Regions from separate parts of the Sus scrofa genome. Here region 1 is linked to region 2. Evidence: chromatin contacts called from public Hi-C data. All regions are on one chromosome and are shown on one strand. The core of a region is the stretch at or near the end of the contact, and the rest is flanking DNA. Distances in the headings are between cores, read along the strand shown. Region 1 has its middle 120 kb from the start of SH3BP4. Region 2 has its middle 110 kb from the start of SH3BP4.

Region 1 (2,795 bases), core at 8-2,507, 240 kb before region 2:
GGTTGTTCAAGCTTTGACTCTAACACCAGCAATCGTCTGTTCTATGATAAATGCATACAAGTCTTTAAAAAAAAAAAACCTCTGACTGAGATCGATGGTGCTGGCTTTCAGATGTCATCTACATTTGTTTTCTACTGTCGGGTAAGAAGCTGGCACCCACGTGGCAGCTCAAAGCTGGTAGTTTCTGTGCCGGGGGATGGGCTGGGCTCTCTGCTCCAGGTCTCACCAGGCTGAGCTCCTGGTGGGGCCCCAGGAGCTGGCAAAGCCTCAGGGTCCTCTTCCAAGCTCACCTGGTTCTCGGCAGAGCCCAGCGTCAGGGACCTGAAGCCCCCAGGTCCGGGTCGTCTCTCTGGCTGTCAACGCCTGGAACCTCCCTCAGGCCCCTTGCTGTGTGGCTCCAGGCGCAGCTGTTTGCTTCTTCGAGGAAGCGTGGGATCGTTGAGAAGGTCACACGGTCACCTCGTCCTGGAATTAGCCAAACATTCGTCCTCTTCTCTGTCCTCCCACACTCACCAGGAGGAAGGATCAATGAAAAAAAGTCACTGTCCTATGAGTCGACAAGGGATGTCACGGCCATCAAGCCATCACATGACAGCTGCCCTGAGCCCTGACGGGGAGCCCTGAGAGATCCTGGGATAGAGATCAGATGCCATAGAGCCATCAGCCACTAGAGCCACCACCCCCCCCAGTACACAGCGCACCCTGGAGACGCAGGATGACGAAGCACAGGACACCGGCCCCTCGGAGCAGGGGTGCACAGCAAAGGAGTGGGTTCCGTGGGCCCAGACTCTTGCGTCTTCCCCAAACCCCAGATTCCTTAATGTGGGCTGTCTGGTGTGCGTTAATTAGCAGTGATTTTGATATTCCAGCTACCCAGTCTGTTGCCAAAACTCCCGTATCTCCTGGCCCTTCCCTTGCCTCTTCGCGGCAGCCCCTTTGAGCCTGCAGAGGGGCCCCGCCCCGGGCTTCTGTCTTCAGTTTTGTCTGTCAAAACACAATTCTCAACGTTTAGGCTGTGTATCCTGTTGAGGCCACAGGACTCCTCGTGGGGCCTGCTCCAGGGGCTGGAATCTTGGGCGCCCCTGAAAATCCTGTGGCAGCCCAACCCCGGATGTGCGCTCCGGTCTGGGGCGTTTCATCAGGACTCTTTTTAGTTCAGTGCCCACGTGGTTTCGGAGAAAACCATCCCCGCACCAGCTGTGAGCACCTCCAAGTCGACCTCTAGCTCGTGCACCGTGATTTCCACACGCATACCCCAGGAGGCGCCGCAGACCCCTCTTTGAGCCTGGCGGCATCGCCTGCCCCGCAGAAAGGGTATGTTCGGAATGTGATAGCGTCTGATATCAGCCACATCCCTGACTGCCGGCCCCCCGCACAGCCCGCTGGCGGGGCTGCTCAGCCCTTTTATTTACAAGCACCAGCTTCTGCCCCGATCGCCTTGCCAGAGCCACGGACCCCTTTACGCCCCTGACTCGGTCCTCCTGGCCCCTCCTCCCCGGGTGACCTCTAGTCTCCTTCCCTGGAGGAGGCCCCGAGGGGAAGAAGACGGAAAACATCAAAGAGCTTCTGAAAACGTCTTTGTTGGCTTTGATGTTTTGGACCATCCATGATTAAGGAATACAAAGTTCTTTTTGTTTCTCCAGCGCTTAATTAATGAAGAATCACCAGGAGGCAGAACGGAGGGATTAAATCAACAAATCCCACATCTAGGAAGCAGCTGCCGGGGCGACCTATGTATTTATTCAGCCTGAGCCGGGTTTGTGACTTGGTTCCATAAATGCTTTTCCAGGAGGGGAAATCCTCCTCGGAGAGGTTTTGATGCAAGAGAAGGAAAGAGAAAGTCTGCTCTCCTGTCCCGGCTTCAGAGGCTCTGCTTTGATGCAAAGTCCTGGCTCTGGTCTCACAGTCACAGCCCAACCACCCCCGAGAATAACACAGGTTATAAACCACAGCCATGGCTTCAGTTTGTGTTTGTCTCCAAGAAGAAACAGTATTTCTCTATCAAAGAAAAGTGGCCTCATGGTAAACGGTTGTTCTACCATAAACTATCTCCAGCTAGAATTCTTTTAAATGAGAAGGGATTATTTTGGAAGTTTTGAGGCTTTGTGGGGAGCAGCTACCATAAATCCATAAGAGAATGATTTTTATGGTATTGTCTGGGTTTATGATAAAATAAATAAAACTCTGATTCTGAGAATGCTTAGGGATTTGATGCTCTGGTTCTTTTTTTTTTTTTTTTTTTTTTGGCCATGCCCACAGCATACAGAAGTTTCCAAACCAGGAATTAAACCTGAGCTGCAGCACTGACAACACCAGGTCCTTAGCCCACCGAGCCACCAGGGAACTCCATGGTTAATTTAATTTTAAGGTGACATAAAAGCCAATCTAAATGTTTGTTTCAGTTCTTGTTGAAAATCTTTCTGAGATGTGATGGTTGGAAAATATAAAGATGTTTTCTTTGAAAAAGAAAATGTAGTGCATTCTCTTACGCTGCAAGTTCATTGGCTGGAATAGGAGCCCTTTAAGGACTTTGGGGATAGTTACGTTTTGGGATATCTGCTCAGCTCAAAAGGACCACTTTACACTGTCCCACACTGGTGTGAGCTCTGGCCTCGCTTCTGAAAATGACCTCGGTCTCTGCCCACAGTGGAGGAGTGGGCACCGACCCAGGAGGCCCAGTCAGAATCTTTTTTTCTGGGAATCTGGGACTAAGGAAGAGGTCAGTTTCTCCCAGAGGCTGGAATGATAACCCCTGAAATTGGGAGCCGGGGGCAGTTTTTTTTTTTTCTATACAC
Region 2 (2,910 bases), core at 47-2,546:
TCCCTCAGAGATGCTTGGGGTGGGGCCATGGACCCCCCCCTTCCTGCTTCAGAAACTGAATCCATGAAGACACAGCACGTGGTAAGAATCAGCAAGATTCTCAGATTTGACATCAACAGCTTTGACACTGCGCGTGCGCAAACACACACACACACACACACACACACACACACACACACACGGAGTTAATTAAGGATCCAGTTGGGCGACTAGGTGGGTGACTGCATTATGCCAGTCACCCCCACGACGTCATCCTGGGGGAGGTGCCCAAGAGGGAATGTTATATTTAGGCTTTATTACTATTCTTCTTCTGTTACTAACTCCTTTTTTCCTTTAAGTTTTTTTTTTTAATATGAAAAGTGTTTTATTCATAGAGATGGCATTGGACATCTATGAAAATCTGTGCATGTCCAAGTGTTAAAGGAAACTTAAAATACTTGGCAGAAGGAAAGGGATATTATCTTTCCTATGCAAAGCAGAGGCAAAGCTTGAGGGATTTTCACAGCAGGGTGTGGCTGGCATTTTCGTTTACAGTAAACTTTAGAAAGGCATTCTCTGGCAAAGCAAAGCACTCAGTGTGTAGGGCTTCATAGCCTTGTCCTCCTCTGCTGCTTTGGGATTAGCCAAGAGGGCTCCTAATGTCTGTAGAAGAGTCTCCCACCCAGAACAGCTGTGAATTTCTTATCACAGGAAACACCTCCAATTTCAGGTACTTTGAGCGCAAAAGAAAGGGCAACGTCCTCCTTCTGTCCCCAGTAGCTTTATGGTTTTACTTAAACATCAAACTCTGAAATGTGTTTCCCTGATTTTGTTCAATGGGCTGAAAACTGTCAGTTCAGATAAAGTAAATGTTTTACGGCCACTTCAACAGAGCAGAGCCGCCTGGGGGACTGAATCCCTGTCCTGAGAAGTCCTACATCCCAGAAAAACACCCACAGCGAGAAGGTCTTCAGTGCTGAAAAAAAGGTTAAAAATGCAAAAAGGTATGAAAGAACTTGCGCTTCTTAGTCAAACGCCCTTTAAAGCTTATTTTCGCATTGCCTCGTAGACAGTGTGAAGTTCAACCATGTTAAAAACTAAGCTGTTTTTTTTTTTAATTTGGAAAAATAATACTTGTTCATTGTGCAGAACATCAGATCAGTCAGAAAAACATGAAAGGAAGAAAATAAAATCATGAGAAATCTCGACTCGTAAGCCCCGCCCCCCAGTGGCTGATTTCTAGGTCCTTCTGGGCGGAGCGATCTGCTCTGAGGCCCTGGTGGAGCCTTATCCGCTCCAGCCAGGCTCTGCCGGCCTCTTATCATCTCCTCTCAGACCAGGCTCCCTTTCCTTTCCTGCTCACAGTGGGTCTTCTGGACCCTCCTACTCCTGGAATCATTTCCTGTGCCTTCCCCAGGGACCAGATCTTTTCTCTTTCCCTTGCTGAGGATTCTCACCCCAAGTGGCAAACTTCATGTCTCTTTCTACATGTAAATGCCATAAAACTAATTTCCTTTGGGGGCGCTGAATAAAAGGATGGCGGGAGCGATGCTGCGGAGATGCAGGCAGAGCAGCATTCGTTCTTGGCGGCGGTCTCCTGGCTTTGGGAGTGGTGTCTCCTGGGTTCGTGCCTCATCCGGGCAGCGAACCAGCCACATGGAGCCCCTGAGGGCGGTGAGGGGACCGTGATTTCTGCAGGATGTATTCATACCCTCGAAGGGCCTCGGAAAAGTCCTGAGGCTGCAGGAGACAGGCAAGGAATTAAACCTTGCCAGCCGCGCAGCGTTCGGCTCCTGTGTTTCTGACCAGCCCCTGCCCCGTCTCTCCATAACAAAATTAGTTTAATCATATCTGGAATGGAGGAGAAATCAAATGTGCTCTTTAGTCCTGCTCTTCCGGTAGAGACTTTCTCAAGGGGGTGGGAGAGAAGTATCTTGTCCTCCGGTTATTCAAGGGAAGCTTTCTTGGCAAACTGGGTTTTCGAAGATGGGCAGTGAATTGAGAAGGCAATTGTGTAGGGTCTGGAAGGAGAGAATAATTATTCCAAGTAGCGATGTTTTTACATGGCACATTAAAAAAAAAAAAAAAGTCTAGAAATAAGAAACCCAGAGGTTGGGATGCCCCAGAACTGGGCGTGATGGGCTTGGCATAAATGCCAAGGTCCTTGTCTCTCTGAGCCTCTGTGCTCAGCCATCCTCTGTCACGGGGCTGGAGCCCAGCCTGTGACCAGGGTCACGGGAGTCACCCCGGCATGGCCCGTCCTGCACAATCCCAGGGACAGCAGAAAAACACTTGCTGCTTCTTAATTCCCTTCCTGCTCCAAGTTGCAATAAGACGCACATAACACAAAAGACACCATTTTAACCCTTCACAGTCTGTGCAACCGTCACCTCTTATCTAATTCCAGAATGTTTTCGTCACCTCAAATGACAGCTCAGCACCTTTCACAGTCATTCCACCTCCTCCCTTCTCCCCAGGACGCGCTGACCACTAATGGTCTCTGTAGGTCTGCTTCTCCTGTATCTTTTCTATAAATGGAATCCTAAAATGGGCAGCCCTCCTGTCTGGCTTATTTTGCTACCGTAATGTTTCCAGGCTCATCCCCGTTGCAGCAGGGGTCATTCCTTCTGACGGCCAAAGTCGCACATTTTGATTATCCTGGTTGTCTCTTGTGAGGAGCCTGGAAGATTTTCCCCAGAGCTCCTGGGAGATTCCTCCTGCAGCTCAGGGACCTGACCCACATGCCACACTAGTTTCCATTGCGAAGCCAGGCAGGGGAATGGGGTTTTTATACCTTGCTTGAAACATTTCAAAGGTTTAGATGTCAATGAAGGCTAATTCATTGCCTGTAATTTAATGGTGCAAGGTTACAAGAAGGAGGGTCAGCCAGTGAGCTTGTGTTCGATCATGACGGTTACCCACCTTGTCTTG

What was found. A called contact is a pair of places that touch in the nucleus more often than the background predicts.
Region 1: a contact with region 2 is called in a Hi-C map of omental adipose tissue, with 1.7 times the contacts expected there. The contact joins two enhancer-like sites. A contact is called at or near these places in 2 of 47 Hi-C or Micro-C datasets (embryonic fibroblasts and omental adipose tissue).

The regions. Positions count from the first base shown.
Region 1 is chr15:135,126,408-135,129,202 of Sscrofa11.1, reverse strand. No RefSeq gene overlaps it. Among named protein-coding and RNA genes, the nearest start is that of SH3BP4, 120 kb to the right of the region's middle. Within about 2 kb of position 1,257, at least 12 of the 83 cell types and tissues checked have an H3K27ac peak or open chromatin away from gene starts, as enhancers often do. A contact at or near this core is called in omental adipose tissue, where this site is marked.
Region 2 is chr15:134,889,582-134,892,491 of Sscrofa11.1, reverse strand. No RefSeq gene overlaps it. Among named protein-coding and RNA genes, the nearest start is that of SH3BP4, 110 kb to the left of the region's middle. Within about 2 kb of position 1,296, at least 3 of the 83 cell types and tissues checked have an H3K27ac peak or open chromatin away from gene starts, as enhancers often do. A contact at or near this core is called in omental adipose tissue, where this site is marked.